Linked DNA regions of Mus musculus: regions 1, 3, 4, 5, 6 and 7 are each linked to region 2. The links are chromatin contacts, called in public HiChIP or PLAC-seq and promoter capture Hi-C maps. All regions are on one chromosome and are shown on one strand. Each heading gives the region's core, a stretch centred on a gene start, on an enhancer-like site or on the middle of the called end of the contact. The rest is flanking DNA. Distances are from core to core; before and after follow the strand shown.

The links. Promoter capture Hi-C pulls out the DNA fragments that hold promoters and counts their contacts. HiChIP or PLAC-seq counts read pairs in DNA pulled down with a chosen protein or histone mark.
Region 1: a promoter capture Hi-C map of pre-B cells shows a contact between it and region 2, with 4 times the contacts expected there. The contact joins the promoter of Mrvi1 here to the promoter of Swap70 in region 2. A contact is called at or near these places in 3 of 39 promoter capture datasets (hippocampal neurons, liver and pre-B cells) and 1 of 115 datasets of contacts at active chromatin or transcription factors (large pre-B cells).
Region 3: an H3K27ac HiChIP or PLAC-seq map of embryonic stem cells shows a contact between it and region 2, with 2.7 times the contacts expected there. The contact joins the promoter of Ampd3 here to the promoter of Swap70 in region 2. A contact is called at or near these places in 5 of 39 promoter capture datasets (embryonic stem cells, hippocampal neurons, liver and 1 more), 5 of 115 datasets of contacts at active chromatin or transcription factors (the NIH/3T3 cell line, embryonic forebrain and embryonic stem cells) and 1 of 9 other capture datasets (adipose tissue).
Region 4: a contact with region 2 is called in a promoter capture Hi-C map of pre-B cells, with 5 times the contacts expected there. The contact joins the promoter of Rnf141 here to the promoter of Swap70 in region 2. A contact is called at or near these places in 8 of 39 promoter capture datasets (the C10 cell line, the HPC-7 cell line, cranial neural crest and 4 more), 1 of 115 datasets of contacts at active chromatin or transcription factors (pro-B cells) and 1 of 9 other capture datasets (liver).
Region 5: a contact with region 2 is called in a promoter capture Hi-C map of embryonic stem cells, with 4 times the contacts expected there. The contact joins the enhancer-like site here to the promoter of Swap70 in region 2. A contact is called at or near these places in 1 of 39 promoter capture datasets (embryonic stem cells) and 2 of 115 datasets of contacts at active chromatin or transcription factors (bone marrow-derived macrophages and large pre-B cells).
Region 6: an H3K4me3 HiChIP or PLAC-seq map of pro-B cells shows a contact between it and region 2, with 2.5 times the contacts expected there. The contact joins the enhancer-like site here to the promoter of Swap70 in region 2. A contact is called at or near these places in 1 of 484 Hi-C or Micro-C datasets (pro-B cells) and 4 of 115 datasets of contacts at active chromatin or transcription factors (the 230-238 cell line, large pre-B cells, pro-B cells and 1 more).
Region 7: a contact with region 2 is called in an H3K4me3 HiChIP or PLAC-seq map of embryonic stem cells, with 6 read pairs. The contact joins the promoter of Ctr9 here to the promoter of Swap70 in region 2. A contact is called at or near these places in 2 of 39 promoter capture datasets (hippocampal neurons and neutrophils), 1 of 15 datasets of contacts at CTCF or cohesin (large pre-B cells), 6 of 115 datasets of contacts at active chromatin or transcription factors (the 230-238 cell line, astrocytes, bone marrow-derived macrophages and 3 more) and 1 of 9 other capture datasets (adipose tissue).

What each region holds. Positions count from the first base shown.
Region 1 is chr7:110,980,996-110,984,168 of GRCm38.p6, forward strand. It overlaps Mrvi1 (MRV integration site 1), which reads right to left and starts at 1,466. Exons shown (of 21, transcript NM_194464.3): 1 at 1,018-1,466.
Region 2 is chr7:110,219,979-110,222,955 of GRCm38.p6, forward strand. Swap70 (SWA-70 protein) reads left to right here and starts at 1,725. Exons shown (of 12, transcript NM_009302.3): 1 at 1,725-1,931. The coding sequence starts at 1,833.
Region 3 is chr7:110,766,911-110,770,115 of GRCm38.p6, forward strand. It overlaps Ampd3 (adenosine monophosphate deaminase 3), which reads left to right and starts at 1,296. Exons shown (of 15, transcript NM_001276301.1): 1 at 1,296-1,469. It also overlaps B430319F04Rik.
Region 4 is chr7:110,842,925-110,846,042 of GRCm38.p6, forward strand. It overlaps Rnf141 (ring finger protein 141), which reads right to left and starts at 1,457. Exons shown (of 6, transcript NM_025999.3): 1 at 1,415-1,457.
Region 5 is chr7:111,047,580-111,050,837 of GRCm38.p6, forward strand. Ctr9 (CTR9 homolog, Paf1/RNA polymerase II complex component) reads left to right here. Exons shown (of 25, transcript NM_009431.2): 17 at 1,685-1,801; 18 at 1,931-2,076; 19 at 2,855-2,926. Among named protein-coding and RNA genes, the nearest start is that of Ctr9, 20 kb to the left of the region's middle. Within about 2 kb of position 1,537, at least 12 of the 459 cell types and tissues checked have an H3K27ac peak or open chromatin away from gene starts, as enhancers often do. A contact at or near this core is called in embryonic stem cells, where this site is marked.
Region 6 is chr7:110,949,200-110,952,147 of GRCm38.p6, forward strand. The region is part of intron 1 of Mrvi1 (MRV integration site 1); the gene reads right to left. Among named protein-coding and RNA genes, the nearest start is that of Mrvi1, 32 kb to the right of the region's middle. Within about 2 kb of position 1,487, at least 36 of the 459 cell types and tissues checked have an H3K27ac peak or open chromatin away from gene starts, as enhancers often do. A contact at or near this core is called in the 230-238 cell line and pro-B cells, where this site is marked.
Region 7 is chr7:111,027,575-111,030,581 of GRCm38.p6, forward strand. It overlaps Ctr9 (CTR9 homolog, Paf1/RNA polymerase II complex component), which reads left to right and starts at 1,377. Exons shown (of 25, transcript NM_009431.2): 1 at 1,377-1,607; 2 at 2,640-2,738. The coding sequence starts at 1,563.

The sequences.
Region 1 (3,173 bases), core at 216-2,715, 760 kb after region 2:
TGACGTAGGCAAGGTGCTGAGATGATGAGGAACTGCACATGCCCCGCTAGTGTGTATCACCTCTTGTTGTGAGAGAGACTCTTCCTCCCAAGGCCTGCCTCACTCCTGCTCTAGCCTGGCAGCGCTAGCAGCTTTCTCCCTCTCCGGGCAAAATACAGCTCAGCCAAGTTCAGGGCTGCCTTGCTTTCTATGCCACCCGAGAGCTGTCTGAAGAGTGTTAAAGAGCAGCAGCTGTCACTTGTGGAGGCAGGAGCGCCAGCCAGGGGTCCTGGGGCCATGCTGCTGTTTATGCAGACTATGAGGCCTCTCCAGCTTTTACAACTGTTTACTGTGCAGGAAGCAGCCCAGCAGCTGGGCTTTTCCTGAGCCTCGCTCTGCTACCCTCTCTTTGAGAAAGTCGGCCCGAGTGCCACTCACTCTAGGACCTCTGGAGAGGTGCAAGCTAGGATGTAGGCACACACACACACACTCACACACACACACACACACACACACACACACACACACACACACACATATATATACAGAGAGAGAGAGAGATCTGTGAAAGGGGACATGATGTGGTGGGACAGGGGACAGATACAAAAAGAGAGATGTGACCAGAGCACAGGTCAGGAAGATAAAGCATAGAAATGGACAGAGTCAATGGTGAAGATGGCTGGACAAACGGGTTCACACGCAAGACTTGAGAGGGAACAAAGGAGAGACACGGGAAGCCCCAGGGAAGAAAGGCCAGCCTGTCTGCTTTGCACAGCACCGGGCATTTCTCTACTGTCACAAAGGATCCTGCAGGAGAGCCAGGAGTAAGGGGCTTAGTGAGCAGTCACATCTTTACCCCAAACTGTGCGTGCTTTCCAACAGCAAGTAGAAGGGGCAGGATTTAGTGAGGATCGTGAGTTTCACTTCTTATTTAAAACTTAAGACAGCAACAATAAAAAGACTCGGCTAAAATATCACCCAACCAGGCCACCTCCCATGCAACTTAAAGTTAAGTGCCCCCATCCCAGCGCCCTGTACCTTTAAGGAGGAGAAGACGCCTCTCTGCTTCCCTTGGGCTGAAGAGGCAGGTTATTCTAGGCAATAGCGATGACTTACCTAAAACTGAGTTATTCCCCTTTCCTCCCGGCCAGCCTCTCTTCACTCTGGGGAGCTTTTACCATTTAAGGTCAATGTTACATCTGGCTCCAGAGCTCCAAGCTGAAAAGCTCTGGCTGCAGAGCCCCAGCTGCCTGCCTCCTCCTCAGAGAGGGGCTGGATGAGGGGCTGGGACTGGGAACCAGTGTTCCACCAGGGCCCCCTGCAGCCTGGCTCTGGGTTGAAAGCAGGAGAAGCCTTCCAGCCAGCCTAGGGTTCAAGGAAGGTTGGGCCTGAATAGTAGCCCCTATCCCCAGGCTTTTGCAAGGGGCACCCCCATAGCCGATGGCAGTGCCTTGGGGCGGGGAGCAGTTGAAGATGCTGGACTCTGTCTGTGCCAGAGGGGTATGAAGGGGACATCTGCAGACCAGCCTCCCACCCCTGAGTGTCCAGCAAGCATGTGAGCCTAGATAAGATCCTGGCTCACCGCCAGCAGAAGCTGGGAATGTTTCCTGTCCCAGGGATTTGGAGGCGGAGGCTGCTCCCATCTTAAACCCTCGGGATTGCTAGAGAGAACAGGGGCATGGTGAGGGGGATTAACTAAGTCCAGGCCTGGCAGCAGCCCCAGGGGTCAGCCCCAGCTCCTCCACTTAACCATCCTGTAGCCTTAACATAGCAAATCTCAGTCTATTCATCTCTGAAGTGGGACAACAATGAAAAATCAGGACACTGTGGGTTAGGGTCTCATAGGTACTAGAAAGGCACGGAAGAGTTTCCAACCCTGAGTTACCTCAACTCCGGTGGGGAAAGCTGCCTTTCTTCTGCCACGCTTGGTCTTCATCCTCAATATAGTCCAAGCCTGGGATCACAGACTGTCAACCCTAACACAGCCACATGGGGGCCCCACAGCCCCTTCTGCAGTTAGAGACAGCAACAGAGAAGCCCTTGGGAGGGGTGGCCAGATAACCAGATACTCAAATTTAAATCTCAAACGAAATGCTATTATTTCCATATAAGGATGCCCCCAAATACATAATTGTACCACAAGATTGTATGTTGCTCATTTGAAGTTAAATGAAACTGGGCATTTTTACTGGCTAAACCTGAGAACTCCACAGCAGATTCACTTGTTGGTCCTGTGTGAGAGCTCTAAAGGGTATTACAAGAACTCCTGGGAGCCAGAGGCTAAAACTGAACCTAAGGCTTTGCGTGCTTGTGAGTGTATGCACACTTTTGTATGTGTGTAAGCCTCTTAGTAAACACCCACTCTATTCCTAACAGTGCACTTGATACTTTGCCTGGAAGCAAGTGTCTATCTCACAAGTGTCTTCTCAAACAGAATCATTACATCTTTCTTTTGAAAAGGAAATCGAGGCTCAAAGAAATAGATCTGCTCTTCAGATGCTCTGCAGCCTGAGTGCCAGGGCCTAGACATGAGCTGAGGTGGTTCCATCTACAACTCCTTCCTCTTTACCACCTACCACCCTCTCCACCATGGCTCTAACCGAAGGGGTCCTGTACGGCCTCGGTGAGTCTCTGAGCCAGCACTTGGCTGTGTTTCTCCTGGTGGTGGCCTGAAGCTTTCACCAGACTCGCAAGGCAGTCACCAAGTGACTTTTTAAAATTCACTTCAATTACAAGCATTTTATAAAACATCACTTGGTGACTGTGCAAAGTGGAGCAGACTCTATAAGAGGACACATCAGGGCTGACAAGGTTATAAGGCTTGTGCCCTTTGACCCAGTTCTACTTCTAGGAATTTATTTTATAAACAACTCCCACACTAGGGAAATGACAGATGAGCATGATTACCCGCTGCAGCATTGTTTATAAAAGCAAGGGATTAGGAATGGTATAAATGTCCGCTACTTGGGGGCCATAAAAGAAGATGGGTGCAGCCATAACAAAGGAGACGGGAGTTCTTGCTGTAGTGATGGGAAAAGCCGTTCAGACAGTGGTTCTCAATCTGTGGGTCACGACCCCACTGGGTTTGCATATCAGACATCCTGTATATCATAGATTTACATTACGATTTATAACATAGCAAAATTACAGTTATGAAGTACCAATGAAATAATTTTATGGTTGGGGGCTTACCA
Region 2 (2,977 bases), core at 475-2,974:
CCATTCCCCCCCTCTCTCCACGTGGTCATGGCTGGCCTCCATTTCTCTACTTTCTCCTTCTCTCTGCCTTTCTCTGCCTCTACAACTCTCTTAACTCCCCTCCCCATGCCCTGAATAAACTCTATTCTATACTATACCATGCTGTGTGGCTGGTCTCTCAGGGGGAAGGGATGCCTTGGCATGGGCCCGCAGAGGTACCCCCTTCCCCCACACCCAGATAGAACATATTCTTATAGCTCTTTCTCTTTTTATGATCACAATATTCCCTCTGCCCTTAAACTCATTGATGCAGCTTATTCTTTTTTTTTCTTTTTTTTTGACTCTTTCCAAATTAGTTTATCTCTCCTGTCCCCTTTAAAATAAGACATATGTGGACATCAAGAAGTTTATTAATTTACAGGCAGGGTTTCATTTAGTCCTGGCTAGCTTCAACCTCCATATGTAGCTAAGGATGTCATTGGACTTCTGAATTCCAAGCGCTGGGATTACAGACATGCACCACCATGCCTGGTCTAGCACCGTGTAGTGCTAAGGATAAATTCAGGGCTTTGTACATGTTAGATAAGAGCTCTACCAACTGAGCTACACCATAGGCCCAAAGGAACTTTAAAGAGGAAAAATAAACTACACTTTGATCTGGGAATCCCCTGCTTTTGACTTTTGATAGTTATCCTTTCCATAGTGTCTAAGGATTGTGCTATTGTGATGAGATTCAAGTTACCCAGTCACAGTCACTACCCCAGGCAGTGGGAAAGAGCCTTCTGGACCATCTGGTATCTATGCTCTTTCTATTTGTGGAGAATTTGAAGTCAGAAGAGTTCAAGTGTAAGAGATGCCATCTGGGCACTTCTCTAGGTCTGGATGGATTCTTTTAAGTGGTCAACCATTCTCATTATTAAAATAGATGGAGTGATTTGCATGATTTCCAATAATGGGAGCACAATCCACCAGCGACAGCAACTTTACCTCCGTGAAGCTCTTCCTAGGATGTGAACTGATCCTAAGCGGCAGAGGTTAGAAAGAAAATGTTGCTGGGCTTATTAACTTCTATTTTACTCATTTATTTATTTATTTATTTATTTATTGTAGGTGTGTGGGCATGCGGTGGAAGTCAGGAGACGACTTGCGATTCTCATTCCCCTATGTGGGTTTAGGAGAGAGAACTCAAAATCGTTAGGTTTGGCATCAAGAGCCTTTATCTATGAGCCTTTATAAGCCTATCATTGACTTCTTAACTCTTCTTAAAACTTGTTGCTCTGCCCCTAGAGGCCACTACAGAGGGCCATCAATGCATATTTGCAAAGTGCATGAAGCAACTTTCTTAGATTTCTATTTTTGTTTCTGTCTCCTTCTTTATCCTTCCTGATTTGGGACTGAGCATTCCAGGCTCTGCCTGGACATTTTTCGGGGTCTTGTCTGGCCTCTTAAGACCGTGACTCCATCCCAGGACTGAACCAAGACTCCTTTAATAACTGTGAGACTCCTGCAAAAGCCTCAGTGGCTGATCACTCCAGTCTTGAGTGTTCCTCGGGCTGGTGGGCATTCCTTTGGGAGCACATGCGAGCTTTGAAAATGGCCTGAGTTGGTGTGGAAACCCACCACAAGGACTTTGCGTGTTGTTTACGTCCCCGTAGTGGGCAGAGGGTATCCCAGGGCTGGTTGGTAAGACGGAGGGGCGGGACCAGAGGGGTGTGCCCTTTGGGAGGGCGGGGCCTGCAGCGGTCAGGTGACCGCGCGGCGGGCCGAGTCTTCTGTGGGGATCCTGCAGGAGGCAGAGGCGCTGAGTTGCCGACTGGGCTGACCAGGTCTGTTAGGGCAGCGCGGCCGCGGCCATGAGGGGCTTGAAAGACGAACTGCTCAAAGCCATTTGGCACGCCTTCACCGCGCTCGACCTGGACCGCAGCGGCAAGGTCTCCAAGTCGCAACTCAAGGTGAGCCCCCTGCCGGCGCTCTTCCTGTAGGGCACGGGACCCGCGGCGGTGTCCGCAGGGAGGGCTGCTTGGGAATGTGGCGGGGCGGCGGTCCTCACTCTTCCTCAGGCCTCCGGGCGGTGCGCGGGGGTGGACGCGCTCCTGCGGCTCCCGCGACGGCCGAGGTGCGCTCCGAGAGGCGCCGCGGGACCCGCAGAGCGTCTCCCCCCGCCACGGGCTGTATGGGGGCCCGGGAGCCTCAGGCTCGCCTCCGGGACGCTGAGCAGAGCCTCCCCGCCCCGGCGTCCGCAGACCTTGGGGCCAGTGAGAGCGCGTGCGGAGCGGCCCCGGGTCTTACGGGCTCCCTGCAAAGGCCATTGCTTTTGCAGAGTCCTCCTCAGGGCTGCCTAAAGACTCCAGAGTATGAGGTACGCATAAAGGGATACTTGTAAGTCGAGTAAACCCCAAAGTGGCACCCAGCCAGGAGAAATTGGCAGCGTCTTGAAAAGCCTGAAATATAGAAACAGACAAGAGGAGCCATTCAACAGGCATTTTTAAAATATACACATTTTGGATCTGAATGACTGGGTTTTCTTAGCCTCTTCTAAGAAAAAAAATTTCCGAAGTTTGGGTTTGCTTTGTATATTTTGTGTAGTAAATGAGGAAGTTCTTTTCAGTAGTGACTTTTATTGCCAGCAGGATCTGGCGGGCTCACTTGTTTTCCTTTTGATCTTATTCATTAAATCATAGTCTGGAAGGACCGATGGAAATTAGTCACATACTTTTACTTTAAAAAAAGTAATATACGGGGTCTTGGAGAGATGGATGCTCCGTGGTTAGGGGCGACTGCTCTTCCAGAGGTCCAGAATTCTGTTCCCAGCACCCACGTGGGATAACTCACATAGCTATAGGGGTAGCCTATAATTCCAGCTCCAGGGGCTGCCTCTCGCGTCTGTGGGCAGCAGCACACACATTTTCACATGCACGCTCATAATTTAAAAATAATATTTAAAAAAGTTAATAATAGGTTTTTCTGGTGTACAGTTCAACGAGTTTTAGCACACGTA
Region 3 (3,205 bases), core at 46-2,545, 550 kb after region 2:
GAATCTACTCGGTGACGTATAACACTCATAACTCCAGTTCTAGGGGAGACAATGCCCTCTTTTGACTTCCTCATGCACCAAATACACAGGTATGCACAGACATATATGGGAACAAAAGGTTCATGCACATAAATAAATCTAAAAAAAATTAAGGTTCAGCAAACTAGCTAGCTTTTTGTTTCTGTTTCTGTTTGTTTGTTTTTCTGTTAGACAGGGTTTCTTTGTATAACAGAGCCCTGGCTGTCCTGGACTTGCTTTGTAGACCAGGCCGGTCTCAAACTCAAAGATAGCTGTATGCTGCTTGAGTGCTGGGATCAAAGGCATGGACCACCAAGCCTGGCCTAGCAAACTAGTTTAATCACGGTTCTTTCACCAAGCCGATCATGGGCAACTTTAAAGCAAGAAGAAAAAGATGCAGCATACTATTCATTAAAAGGAAAATAATTTTCTGGGTTGATGGTATGTGCCTTTAATCCCAGCAGTCTGGAGGCAGAAGGAGGGTCCATATAGCAAAATCCAGGTGAGCCAGGGCTGCATAGTGAGATCCTGTCGTATTTTTAAATTATTGCTTCATTTTTATCACATCTTTAACATTTTAAGTGTGCTATGTAATGTATATTAGCAGTCATGTGAGTATCATTGATAAATATGTAGATTGCAAGCATCAGGCTATGAAGTAGAAAGAATAAAATTTGGTGCTTAAATGAGACAGCTGTGAAGTGAATGAAAACTCACAGTAGCAGTAACTCTGTGAAAGAGGCACAAGTCAAAAGGTGGCTCCCCAGTGTGGCTTAAAGTGGGGGTGCTTGGGTGAGGTCACTGGTCAAGACTAAAACCACCAGCAGGCAATTAGGAGTTGGGCCTAGGAATCTCTGGTTGAGATGCACCTGCCGCTCTAGAGTATTCTGGGCCTAAGAGTTTACTAGCTTATCAGCAGGCAGGAGGCCATTAAAACCACCTGGATGGGCCTGGATTCTCTGAGTTAGCTCCAGAAATGATCCAGGGAGCTGGCATCCCGAGACTCCTCGGAGCAGGAGCAGCATAATGGAAAACCAGGCCATGGAGGCTAAGAAACCGGTCACTCTGTGGAAGTCTGTGGAAGCCAGCGGCGGCAGACACCCAGTGCTAACTTTGGGAGCTGTGTTCCAGGAAGGAAGGCGTGGTCAGCAGGCTGCAGTGCTGGGAAGAGGTGAGCAAGGGTGCACAGAAAGCTCCCGCTGGCCTTGGCAACTCAGAGGTCATTCCGGACTTTGAGGGGCTGGCATAGAAACTAGACCGCAGAAGGCTGGGAAGCAAGGAAGTGTGTGTGTGTGTGTGTGTGTGTGTGTGTGTGTGTGTGTGTGTGTGTGTGTGTGTGTGTGTGTACACGCGCGCGCCCGTGTGTGTTGGGAGGGGCGGGAAGGTGATTCAAGGGACCGGTCCAACACCTGGAGAAAACCAACGCTTGCTGGTCGGTTTAGCTACCAAGAGTAAGTGTCGTGGAGGGAACCATGCCTCTAGAATCTCGTTTTTTGGGGAAAGTCCTGGTTGGGAGGGGAGGAGGAGGTGGGCAAACACCTCGAGGCGCAGCAGCTAGATTGGTGGTAGGGAGGCTCAGAGCGGGTATCCCTGCTGGCATCTGACCCGGGACAGTGTCGCGGCCCCACGGAGCCCGGGTGGAGCCGGACTCGCTTCCGGCCGAGGACAGGGAGGCTGCCGCGCCCGGGTGCTTAGGTTTCCTGCTGGCAGCGCGGCCCAGCGCCTCGGGTAGCTTCGGGTCCTCCAGGTAGTGCGCGATCCCGCTGCACAGGCTCTCTGCCCCGCCACCGGGCCCTGCCGCACAGCGCTCAGCCTGGTCCCCACCAGTCGCGGGCTCCTGCGGGGCGGGCACGGGCTGCAAGCGCGGCCTGGTCGGGTCCAGCTCCACGTACCGGGCCGCGCAGGCGTCAGTGCGCTGCTGCCGCTGCCCTGTGCGCCCTGCCCGGCGCGGCACCTGCGCTCCAGCCCGGCAGCCGGCCCCCATGGCCCTGCCCTCCGAATCCGGTGAGTGCGCGCGATGCTGCGCCGCTGACCTTGGGCCGGCGCTCTGTGCCCAGTCCCCTCTGTGCTCAGAGACCAGAACCTCCGCAGCTCCCACCTCCAGAGCCTGTTCCCCGTCCCTACCCAGCGGTGGCCTGGGTCCTGGCCTCTGGTGAGCCTGCAGCACCTCTGGTTCCTGGCTTAGAGAAAAATCTCAAGATTTAGGGAAATTAAAGGAACCGGGCATGCTAGCTTTTGAGCTCCTGGACAAGTTTCTAGGTGCCTGAGCCTCACTGGGTGTGTTGGGCTGGGGTGAACTTCTAGGTGGAGGCAGAGGTATGGACCAGATGATGAGTCCGTTTGAGGACCCCTTTCTTACCTCCTGTCACTGGGCAAGTCACTGGGAGTACACCCTTGTGCTGTAGTAGGTTGGTTCCGCCCTTGAACTTCCTGCAGCTGCTTTAAGAGCAGATCTGCTAATGGCTGGTCTAGGCTGGCAGAGGCCTGTGATGCAAGTTTGAGAGGCCCCTTAGTAGATGTTTTCTAACGGGAGTGTCCCCAAACTGCATGTGGCTGGTGAGAAATAAGCAAAGTTACTGGAGTAAAGCTGACAGCAGTATGCCCAGTATGGTCCTGAGCAGTTGTGGGCTGAGCAGGGACCTCTTTAAGAAGACATGCTTTGTACCCTAGGTACAAAGAGTCAATGCCAAGTTGCAGGCAGCCGTGGAGCCTCTGTCTGTTCCAGCTCCATCATCACCTTCACCTCAGAGGAAGTGTTGACTGCAGACTGGGGGAGTCCGCCTGTCCAGGTTGCAACTTGGAGGGACTTGGCTTGCTCTGAAGAGGCTGGTAGTACCTGGTCCTCTCTAGGTGGGCTGGTGTGAGACTCTAACCTTTCAGGCCTATCCATCCTTAGCCCAGCCTCAAACCTGAAATCCTGAATACAGGCGGACTGGCTCTCACCAGCATTGTGTTCTTTGAGATAAAAGGTTTGCTTTTCCTGTTCTTACTCTTGCTGAGTCCCTCTTCAGATGGCCTCTGAGTCAATCCCAGATCTTGGCAGTATCTTGGGCAGGTGAAATGTAGGCTTAGAATTAAGTTGGAATATACTTTTCTTTCCCAAAGCAATTCAGTGGCCTGTTTCTGTTGTCAAGTATATTAATCCCTATTTCCTCCATGTGCTGTCTGCAGTTCTAGAAGAGACAAT
Region 4 (3,118 bases), core at 207-2,706, 620 kb after region 2:
CAGATATCCAATGATTAGGCTGGTCAGAGTCGGTATAGAATCTAGAATGCCTGTTCTGGGGTCAAAGGTATTAAGGAGGAGAAATAAAACTAAAGAAATCTCAATAAAATAAAATAAAACCTGAAAACCTATAAACAAACAGAGTACTGAGTAAGTGCTGGAGTTCTAATAGCACCAGTTGTTAATTTTCCTTATAGATTATCCATTCATCCTTTCATGGATTCTTGGAAAATTGGCAAGTATTATAGACAGCCTGACAAAGCACACACCAAGTAGTAAGTACACTCTGACTTAGAAAGAAAAATATTCTCTTTGCACCTTCTCTACCTTTTTAGAAAGAGAAATCAACTTCCTCTAGTTAAAAGAATTTAGATATATTCAGAGAATATCTATCCTATATGTCCCTTATATATATGGTTCCCTTACGCCAAATGACAAAGATAACATAGTCTTGAAAAACACAATCATGTTAAGACAGAAACCGAAACCAGCCAGCACAAAAGGGGTAAAACAAAATCCACGCAAGTCCTGAGGGCTCTGAATTCAGAAGGCATTACTTTTCAAGGACAACTATCAGGACCATTGGTCGGGTGACAGTTCAAGCCCAAGTAAAAGTCTAAAGGGTGAATTTCATTCTATAGCAAGCACGGTAAGGGGGTGTGGAAAAGATGGTCTTAGTTTGAGAAGCACGGATTAAAAGCAACTGGGAGTGTTACTGGAGCTACATGTACTCCAGAAGAAGGACAAGAAATGCTGGGCATCAGGAAATGGGGCTGGGTCGGAATATGAAGAATATGAAGGTAGGCTGGAGACAAATTGCAACAACAGTAACCCCACAGTTTTGTAATGAAACTGCACACAGAAGGCAACTTACCCTACAATTATGATTAGCAAGGAAACTTTTTTTTTAATGTCGGTCCTCAAAAGGTAGCAATTAGCTTGACAAGCAAGGGCCCGGGTGCACTGCCGGGGCGGGTTTAGTAGGAGGGCTGGCCGACACCACGGGCCCAGGCTCTCCCTCAGAAGCCTTGCCCTGTGGCCACCCTGCCGCCCTGGCCCCAGCACCCGCCCCTCAGCCCCTCCTTGGCGCACCTGCTCTGCTAACCAACAGCTAAACTGCTCAGTGCGCCAGCGCCAAGATTCAAAACCGCTCGAGCTGATCTCTGAAAGCTCTCCTCAGCACCACCGCGAAGGCGGACCCAGAGTCTCCACCGCCACCGAGAAGGCGGACCCAGAGTCTCCACCCGCCCAGGAATCGGTGCCCAAAGCCCGCAGCCGAGGCCCTGACAAGGGGCCCTAGCTCCTCTGAAGCCCGGTTTCACACCCTGGTGCTGCCCGGGCCTCCACTCCCTACTCCAGGACCGTGGAGTGGCTGGGAAGGGACACAGCGAAGGGGCGGCGCTGCAAGGCTCACCCAGTTCAAGGCATCGCTCTCCTCGCACCAGGGACACCGCCTCGGCTGCTGCTTAGCTAAACCCGCTAGGCGGCAGCGGCGCGGCCCGCAAACCAGTCGCACCTCAGTGACGTAAGGCCACGCCCTCGCGCGTTGCCTGGAGACGGAGCTCCACCCCCCCCTGTTGGCTTTGGAGGTTTTTGTAGCTCAAGGCTGCTGACACACACCTGTAGGCAAAATAGTCACATACATAGAAATCAATAAAATTAAATACTTTTGTAAAAAAGGACAAAAAAATGAAGAGGCAAGTCACAGGCTTTGGAAAAGCAAAATATATTTAACAAAGGACTTCTAATTAGAATACACAATTCTTACCCCTCCCCCCCCCAAAAAAAAAAAAAACAACAACAACAACAAAAAAACCCACAATTTTTTTAAATGGCCAAAGACTAGACTAGCCTTTTAGATTTATGGATAGCAAATAAGCACATGAAATGATGTCTGAGACCATTATGCAAATTAGAAGGGAAGTGAATTATCAATACAATACCACAGTGGCTAAAATGAAAAGAACTGTATTAAATATTGACAAAGATGCTGAACAAATCTGTTCAGATTGTCTGTTGGGGATGTAAAATGATACAATCATTGTGGAACGAGATTGTGGCCATTTCTTTAAAACCTAAGCACAAACATTCCAACCACATAGTCCAGTCATCCTGCTTCTAGAATAGATCCACATGAAGACTAGTACACCAACATCAGATACCTGATGTGGTGGTTTGAATGAAAATGGTCCCCATAGGCCCACAGGGAATGGCACTATTAGGAAGTGTGGCCTTGCTGCAATAGATAAGGCTTTGTTGGAGAAAATATGTCACTAGGGGTGGGCTTTGAGTTTTCAGATGCGTAGGTCAGACCCAGTGTCACTCTCTCTTCCTGCTGCCTGCTGATCCAGATGTAGAACTCTCAGCTACCTCTCCAGCATGTCTGCCTGTGTGCTGCCATGCTTCCCACCATGACTATTATGGACTAAACCACGGAATTCTAAGTCAGCCCCAATGAATTGTTTTCCTTTATACGAGTTTCTCTGATCATGGTGTCTCTTCACAGCAGTAGAAACCCTATGACAACATATCAACAGGTGAATGGAAAACAACTGAAATAAAGTCACACAATGGAATATTACTCAGCAATAATAAAGAATACATGATTGACACACTTAACAATGTGGATGAGCCTGAAATACTTAGGCTGAAAGAAGATAGACCTTCCAAAAAAATTTTCTAGAATAGCCCCCGCCCCCAGGAATCTTTAGTGGCAAAATCAGATCAGTGGTTGCTTAGCGGGTGGTGTCAGGTAGGAAACACTACAGTGTTAGAATGGGAACTAGAGGTGGCTGACTCAACGGTAAAACACTTGCCTAGCATGTTTAAGCCTTGGCTCAGACTCAAACACAAGTCCTCCAAACCTTCAAAGGGTAAGAAGAAACATTTTAGGGTATTGGCTATGTTCACTGTCTTAGAGCATGACACCACAGACATGAATGTAATATGAAAACTTCTCAAATTGTACACCTTACTCATATATAGTTTAGTATATGCCAACTACATTCCCAAAAAGTTATGGGGTAAAGATGTAGCTGCTTCATGTTTTAAAGGTTCATATCTTTGTCTAACCTGAGCCCAGTCAGAAAAAAAATAGTCTCCATAAAGCACAGTTTTA
Region 5 (3,258 bases), core at 287-2,786, 830 kb after region 2:
CAGGAAGTGTTCTTCATCACTGAACTATCTATCCTGCCCCACTGTTTATCTTTTAAGATAAAAGAAATAGAAAATGAAAAAAAAAGACAAAAATGGAAACAAGGGTTGTATCTGTAGATTTTGTAAGTTTCTCATGTTTGCTGAGTACTTCAGTGTAAGGAAAAGTATACTCGATGTTTTCAGGACATTAAGAAAACAAAGCTCAGCCGGGAAAAAAAAAAAAGAAAACAAAGCTCAGCCGGGCGTGGTGGCGCACACCTTTAATTCCAGCACTTGGGAGGCAGGCAGATTTCTGAGTTCAAGGCCAGCCTGGTCCACAAAGTGAGTTCAGGACAGCCAGGGCTACACAGAGACAGAGAAACCCTGTCTTGAAAAACCAAAAAAAAAAAAAAAAAAAAAAGATAACAAAGCTCTTGGTGTCTGTGAGTAGAGTACCGTCAGAGCAAAAGAGGCTTCTGAACAAAGAGGACAAGAGTAGTTAGTCCAGGCTTCAGGCTTCACGTACTAAACTGATCAGAGGGATTTGCAGAGCTCAGAGAGCACAACCCAGAGCTTGTGTTCTTAGAGACAAGCCATCCCAATCTGCAGAACCTTAGCACTGCCTTCTAGAATGCAAATTAGCCATTAGAGATAGTCCAGAAAATTACCTTGTCAGTTACCTATAACAGGATGTGTATATGCTTGTGGTCAAAAATGTTGTTTATATAAAAATTAACTCTGGGGGTTAGGGAGATGACACTATGTGTAGAAGTGCTTGCTGCATAGTCATGAGGACTAAGTTCAGATTCCTAGTACCCATGAAAAATATGTTCATTTTCTTAGTGCTGTCAGAAGTGGAGACAGGAGAATCACTGGGATAGCAAAACAGGCCATGAGGGTGGAGGGGTGGCAAGCTCCAGGTGAGAAATCCTGACCATGAGATAGGGCAGCCAGTGACAGCAAGACATATCAAGACATCTGACATCTTCTTCTGGCCCCTGTATCCACCCCTCCCTTCACACACGTGAGATACAGATCTCAGACACACACTAGAGTAAAGAGGTGAAATGAACTCAGATGTTCATTTGCAGGTTGACCAACATACTAGCTGAAGTGTGAGACTTGTATGCTCATTGACACAGATCCCAGAGGAAGATGTTAAGAGTGTGTCACCCAGAGGGCCCAGGTGTGACTTGTCATGGTGGCCATGATGAATTGATTCTGGATTGTGTCCTAAAGATAGGAGAAAGGGGTTTCCCAGCTAAGGTTGAGGCAGGCAGGCAGGCTTAAATCTCTTTACCTTTTACTCAGCACTGGTCCAAATTCCAAGTGGAAAAAGTATTTTGATCCTAGTTTTTCTGTGAACAGATTTTTATGTTGTAAATACGTAAACTGACTAATGTCAGAAGTCAACTCCAGATTAGTCTCTGAAATTAGCCAAATTGGAGTGTCTTTTCAGAGCTTTAAAACTGCTTTGAAATGCAGACACAGCATGAGAATACCTCCCTGCTGTGTTCTGTTGTCGTTTGTTTATTTTTGAGACAGAGTTTCTCTGTGTACTGGCTGTCCTGGAACTTGACCTGTAGAGCAGCCTGGCTGGAACTCAGAGATTGGCTTGCCTCTGCCTCCCGAGTGCTGGGATTAAGGGAACTCGGCAACACTGCCCGGCTCTGCTGTGTTTCTAACCAGCATTTCCTTTCTGTAGTATGAGAACTGCCTCAGAAAGTTCTATAAGCACCAAAACACTGAGGTTGTGCTCTACCTGGCCCGCGCCCTCTTCAAGTGCGGCAAGCTGCAGGAGTGCAAGCAGACTCTGCTGAAGGTAACAGGACTGCATCCGCCCCCGCCCCCGCCCCACCCCCCAAATGGCTGCCTGGCTTTTACTTGTTTACTGAATGCTTTTGGTGGCATTCAGTCATAAGAAGCTACCTGCATTGCTTTCTGTTTACAGGCCAGACACGTGGCACCCAGTGACACAGTTCTGATGTTTAATGTGGCCTTGGTCTTGCAAAGATTAGCTACCTCTGTCCTGAAAGATGAAAAAAGTAATCTGAAGGAAGTCCTTAATGCTGTGAAAGAGCTGGAGCTCGCACACAGGTGAGAGCTCTGAGGAAAGGGGCTTTACAGTGGTTTGTTGCCTTAAAACTGCCTCAGGAGATTAAAAAAAAAGATTTTCCTCAAAAGAAAAATAATAATAATAACCATTAGGGGAAAGCAAGCATTAGAGGTCTAGCTAGCAGTTTAGTTTAAGGTCAAAGCACACAGTTGCCATGTGGTGGCGCCATACTCCAGGCAGAGTCCAGGCAAGTCAGCCTTGAAGCCTGATTCCTAGAGCTGCCTGGCTGGCTGTGGGCTCTCGGGGATTTTCATTCACCTCTCAGCAGTCCGAGCCAGTGTTTTACACTTGTGAGCTGTTTCGTCTCCACTTGTGTTGGTTTCATGTTCTGTTCCAGTGTGTCTTTATGGGATGTTGATTTTCATCAAGCTAGGATTAAAGATCTTATCACTTACTGCTTAACAGATTTATTCAGCTCAGTTCAAATGTGTTTAACCTTATAGGACTTAGCAGTTCAGTGTGTGGTAGATGAAAGCTCCCATCTCTGATGATCAGCTGTGCTATTGTTCATCTCTGTTAATGTTTCTTGCCTCATCTGGTGAAGAGTAAGTGCTCTCGTGACTTCTGCCCCACCCACCGTGCTGACACAGTTAGTTAGAAAGTTTAATGTTTACTACCTGTTGCTATGGTTATTTCTTAGTTTACTGACAGTATTAACTATATTTTACCTTTCTTGATGAACTTCTGTTTATTAAACAGGGCCTTAATATGAGGATTGAGTGAAATATCTTTTATCTTCTATCTTCTTCTTCCATTTAGGTACTTCAGTTACTTGAGCAAAGTTGGAGATAAAATGAGATTTGATTTGGCCCTTGCTGCCTCTGAAGCCAGGTAATGCCCTATTCACAGAAGGTGGCTTGGGGGTGGGGAGCGGGGGACGGGGAGTAGGCACGTTGGGTGTGGATTAGGAGAGTGTGACCATAACAAAGTGGTCCTGGCCTTCTCGGGGCCACTTATTCCCTCACCCACAACACCTTTTCAGATTTCAGGAAATTGATGTAGTCTTCTTAGGTTGTTGGAAAGTGCTTTCTCTTTCTGTTGTCTTTTTGAGGCATGGTCTTGCTCTGAAGCTAGACTAGAACCAGGATCCTCCTCTCATGCTACAAGCACAGGCCTGAGCCACCACACAGCTAAGAAATACGTGGCTGCTTTTCTCACGTTAT
Region 6 (2,948 bases), core at 237-2,736, 730 kb after region 2:
ACCCCTACAAGACAGGGTGTGTGTTTATTTAGTTTTGTTTTTGTGCAATGCTGAAATTGAACCCAAGGCCCTGAACATGCCAAGCAAACGCCAGCCTCACACTCATGCCCCAGGAGCAGGGGCTCATGAACCTTTCCTGGAGCTGTCCTTCTCCCGACTGAGCTATGCCCCAGCCCTTCTCTGTAAGCTTTATTACTTTCATCTAATACAATAAAGCACTGAAGCAGGGAGACAATCAACAAGGCCGTGTAGCTGCTAAGTCTGAGTCCAAAGGCGCCATCTTCTCTCTTACCTAGGAGACAGCCAAAAAGCCTTGTGCAAGGCTCCCCTCCAGGAGGGAGAAGTGGGGTATAAGCTCCCGGAGGCGGGGAGGGGAAGTAACACTAAGCCTTTGGTTGCCAGGCCAAGTGTCTTCTGAGGGTAAAGTAAGGGGTCCAGCTTTGGGAGATGGCTCCATAGGTAAAGTGCTTGCCACACAAGCATGAGGACCTGAGTTCAAATCTCCAGAGTCCACAGAGCACTGGGTGTGACAGCAGGCATCCGTGATCCCATTGCTTCTAAGGAAAGATAGGGGGAGAAGACAGGAAAACTCAAGAGGCTGGTAGGCCACCTTGCCTGGTGTATGGAGCACAAACAAGAGATCCTGCCACAAACAAGGAAGAAGACTAAACCGTCATTTGAGGTTGGCCTCTGGCCTGCAAATGTGAGCTTGCCCACATGTGTACTTGCTCAGAGAAGGTCCACAGCTTGAGGCTTCGTGTCCCTGGTATGTGGTGTAACGATGTGTTCGTTCACTGTGCGAGGAAGAGGCAGCGGCGGCGCACTCAGCCTCACTCACTTCTTACTCTTCTAGTCACACAACTGTCCAGAGACTTGTCATTGAGCCACTCATGCCAGGAAGCCTCACGCCAAGATCAAAAGCCTGGGCTCTGTCCCATAAAGAGCTGCCTTAGAACCCTGCGGGCTGTCAGGGGACAGGCAGTGGGGGAAGGCAGGAGGGCTCTGGCAATGAAGGCCACACTTTATTCTGTTCCCAGCAGCCATCGGGACTTCAGTAGATACAGGAAATTTGGCCCACCTGGTAAGTCCCATACCTCATTAAGCACCAGGCTATCTTCAATAGTCAGGGGGAGACATGAACAGGTTTTACAGAGATACCCTCAGGGCTCTCAGCCTCCCTGGCAGGTGGCAATGGACGTTCTGACACTGGTAACACAATTAGTCCCATTTGACAGATGCCAGAGGACTGAAGGCATCATCCATGAATGGCAGTGGCAGGCATGCCAGTGTATTGCCTGACTCTGCAGCTCCCTGAGGGACCAAGCCTGCTGGCCTCTCTCAGAGCCTTGTGACTTGCCCAGAAAAGATCAAACCCCTCACTTGAAGCCACAGTGTCCCAGGAGCATGGCGTGCATGTGCATGTGTGCTCTGAGTAGCTCTGTTCCTCTAGAAGAGTTGAGAGGTCCTTGTGGGGAGCAAGGGGTTAAGCAAGCCTCATGAACCCCTCTGGGGTGACTCAGGCTTCTCAGAAGGGAGGGCTCTGTTCTTCCAGCTTGGGATTTTTGCTTTCATTTAGCACTCAAAGAATGTGAGTGTGATTAGGTTGCTATTAATATCCAGCCTAGCTTCTCTCTGGACAAAAGGCTGAGGCAGGAGACTGCTTGAAGTAACTGTGCACACACATCTCTCTCAGCCCCTCTACAAATTCAGAGAGGCAGGAGACTGCTTTCCATTGCCACTTTTGCAGATGGGGAGCCAAAGCTGAGGTGGGAGGGCGGATATGACCAAGGCCACACCTACGGAAGGTCAGTGAGCCCCTGCTGAGGCTGGCTGAAGGCAGAAGACAAGCCCGCGTGAGAGCAGAGCCTCTCATCCTCCTTCTACTCATGGTCTCACTCACAGCAGAGAGGATCCTCTTTCTTGTCCTCACCCTGGGTGGCCTCAGAATGTCCTCAGTCGACTAAGATGATCCTGAGGTACTGGGCAGAATCTCTATGGCCTGGCCAACTGCAGAGCTGTGTCCTGTACCCTGAGTGGGCTGGGCATATCTCCTGCATGCTGTAAAAGAATCCAAGAGCTCCACAGATACAGTTGCAAGAGCTCAGCAGATACAGTTGCAACTCTCCTAGTTCTACCTAGCTGGGTCAGTACACCTAGGCCTCTGTTTTCTCATTTGCAAAAAGAAGGTGGCCGTGTGGAGCTTTTAGGATTGGTGTAAGAGTTAGAGTCGTAAATGCCTGCGACATGCAGACTTAACATGCTTTCTGGAACTTTCCATGCCTGCTCTGAATAGCCATCTGAGTTCTCCCAGCTGCAGTTACCAAAACCTGACCAAAGAGAAGACTTTCCAAGAGAAGGCTTTCCACAGTGACTGGCCACACGCACACTTGGGTTGTCTGGACAAATGGAGACATGAATGAACACTTATACCATCTGTCTGACAATGGGCTCCCAGACTCTCCCCTGAAAATATATTTGAGTTAATGAGAAGAATGGGAGTAAGGATGGCATCTCCAGCACACATGATTCCTAAGATATTCCCTTGTCTGGGACATCATTCTGGGGTCCTGTTTTCTCTGGCCACACCATCCACTCCTGGGGTGTCTGTAGTGAGCCAGTCCTGCTCAGAATAGGCCAGACCACACCAGGAAAGTCTGGAACCAGCATGTTTGTTGGCTGTGTAGGGAGTGAGAGAATTCCTCAAGACAGGAGTGCCACTGAGTTATCTCCCTCAGGTTACTCTTCCTCTTGTGTGTGTCTGTGGGGTGTATGTGCGTGTGGGGAAGGGGTGTGTAGACATATGAGAGAGTAGGAAAAGGAGGAGTCTTGGCTCTGTCTTGTCAGCCTCGGACAGAATGGAAAAGGATCTAAAAACAAAAGATGTATCACTCGAGGTCCACCAGGGCAACTTAGTGAAACCCTGTCTTGAAATTAAAAATACAGAAGTG
Region 7 (3,007 bases), core at 127-2,626, 810 kb after region 2:
AACTAGGTTGGAGCTTGAAGCCAGAGAAGATGAAGAATCAAGAAAAGATGGCAAAGAGATAATAGTAGCTTTGGCTCAGCAGAAGAAATTGGGAGAAAGAGCAGTGAATATCTTAAAAAACACTGGCTAGCAGGGATGGAGGGGGGCTCTGTTTTGAGACAGGATCTCTCTATTCTGTAACCCCAGATTAGCCTGGAACTCCATGTATAGAGTAGAATGGCCTAAATTCAGCGCTCTCCTCCTGCTCCTCCCTCCTAAGAGTTGAGATTAAAGACATGTGCCACCACACCCAGTTAAACTAACCCTTTTTATTCCCCATTTGGGGGGGGGGGTTCGAGACAGGGTTTCTCTGTAGACCAGACTGGCCTCAAACTCAGAAATCAGCCTGCCTCTGCCTCCCAAGTGCTGGGATTAAAGGTACATGCCACCACTGCCCGGCCTATTCGCTTATTTATTAAGATCCTTCCCTTGTTTATTCCAAGCACAAGAAACTATTTAATACTCTTCTATAATGAAATCATGAGCTAAAATGTTTTTGAATTCTATAATTTCATTATTTAGGTTTAATAGAATTCTTTTGATTTTATTTAAATCAAACCTAGCAGTTCCTTTTCATTGTGCTCCTAAAGAAATATAAGTACATTAAGAAATATATATAAGCCAGGTGCCCAAGCATATGCCAATAACTGCAGCAGTCAGAAGGCTGAGGTCGGGAGTTTCAAGTCAACCTGGGATACAGAATATCTCAAGAAATAAACAGGGTCTGCAAAAAGTTGCCTGGCTCCAACGCTGTCTATCTGAGTTCGAGCCCTACGACCTTCAGAGTAGGAGAAAACTGATTCCCACAAGATGTCCCCTGCCCTCCATTTGCCACACCATCGCTCGCATGTATCCATATACAAATATGTAACGCAACAAATAAAAATAATAATCCGTGCATTATTACCATAACTTCAGAATTCACTGATTATGTCTATTTAAACTAGTCACAACGACATCACCAGTGTGACTTGCACAAACTGGCTGGGACAACACAAAACGACTGTAAAGCTGATAAAAGATTGAATTATCCCCCAAGAAGCTTAAGTGGCCGAAGAGGCAAGGCACCGCCCATAGAATTCGTCACCAGAGGCCCCGCCCATAGAGGCGTGGTTTCGCCTCACCACCACCACTCCCCGCTCCGGCGCGGGTCTGTGAGGAGCTCAGTTTGGACACCTTAGCGGCAGATGCCGCGTTCCCGAAGGCGCTCGGTCACCTACGGCTGACACAACAACAACCTCAGGACTATCAGTCTTTCCAAAGAAGGACGCATCAGAGCCGCCAGGCGGGCGGAGCTCGCGTGGGACACGCCCTACTGGTAGTGCTTCCGGGACAGGGGGCGGGGCCTCCGGAAGTGGCCGGTCGCGGTCTGAAGCTCGTTGTTTCAGCGGCGGACAGCAGAGGAGAAGCTGGTCTCCGGCAGCTCCGCTGGGTGTGAGGTGTGGTAACCTCTGTAAGGCTGGAAGCCGGGACTGCGATCTGCCGAGCGGCGGGGTGAGAAGCGCCTGCTTTCAGAGCTCACCATGTCGCGGGGCTCCATCGAGATTCCCCTCCGGGATACTGACGAGGTGGGTGCCGAGTGTGCAGCGGGGGAGGGCTATGAACTTGGACGATCCCAGCGCCGATTTTGCTCCGCTTGGTTTTTGGAGGGGAGAGCCGCAGCCGAGCTTCTCGGCCCAGGCACCACTCAGCTGGTCACCTTTCTGGCCGCAAGGACTTCGGGAAAGTTCGCCTGCAGCCTGCTCCTTGTTGACAGTCGGCTGTCTTCCGAGGCGCAGGGGTGTGAGCGCCGAGTAAACCTCACCTCTTACAGAGGGGAGTCAGTGCCCCAGGGGCTACCTGCTGCTCCAACTTGGGATTTGTTTATTTTTTTAAATCTCCCTGGGTATCTGAGAGACGGCTCTTAATGCCATGGAAGAAAAGTCTGTCAAGGCACACTATTAACACAGCTCTCTGGGCGAGATAAGGGGCCCGAGATTTAGCCGCTCCTGTGTGCTGATGGCAACGACCCACTTTCATCCATGGCGTGTGGTTTGTCCGAATAAAGCTCCAGCGTTGCCTCAGTCAGACTAGATTTTACACACTTTTATTTTCGATCGAGGTAGAATTCATTTCTAAAATATGGTGGTCTTGGGTACATTCCAGAATATTTTTCTTCTAATTGTTGGTGCCCACATTTTAGGCATGTATGTGACCCACGATACTGCCTCCGTGATTTAAGTGACCGTTGGTATTCAACTTTGCCTGTCCTCTGGGATAGAGTTTCTCAAGCTCTCAGACCTATGGCATCAGTGTTTCGTTGGCCTATGGGTTGTACAAGGTTTCATTTTGGTTTTGAGTAAGCAAGTCGTTGAGAATTTTATAGTTTTAGCGATGTGAAGAACGACCAACAGGATTTGCCTGCTTTTCTATGCTTTGACCAAACCAGACTACAACCTGTTTGCCATGTGTTTCCTAAATAGGAACATGTATTAATTAGTTCACTCCATTGAAAGTGAGTACATACCCTTTGTGTATGGGCATTGATGAGTATTCAAAACACGCAGAAGAGAGAAATTGTGAATTTAAAAAGGAAACGAAACGTTTATTCTGTGTTTTAGGTCATTGAACTTGACTTCGATCAGTTACCGGAGGGAGACGAAGTCATCAGCATTCTGAAGCAGGAGCACACACAACTGCACATATGGATTGCCTTGGCGGTCAGTATTCCTAGAGCAGATTTTTCTGTTGACTAAAAAAACATAGGATTTTGGTTCTCAAGTACAGTAATAGCCCACAGGATTAAATCTGTTGTGCATGATTAAATCATCTGTATGAAAATTAGTAGCAGCAGAGGCAGGTCGATCTCTGAGTTTGAGGTCAACCTGGTCTACTTCCAGGACTGTGATGGCACGTACTCACGAACAATGGTTATATTCTCATTTATGGAACAGTAAGGTCAGTTTCCCAACTACAACTCTACTGGTAA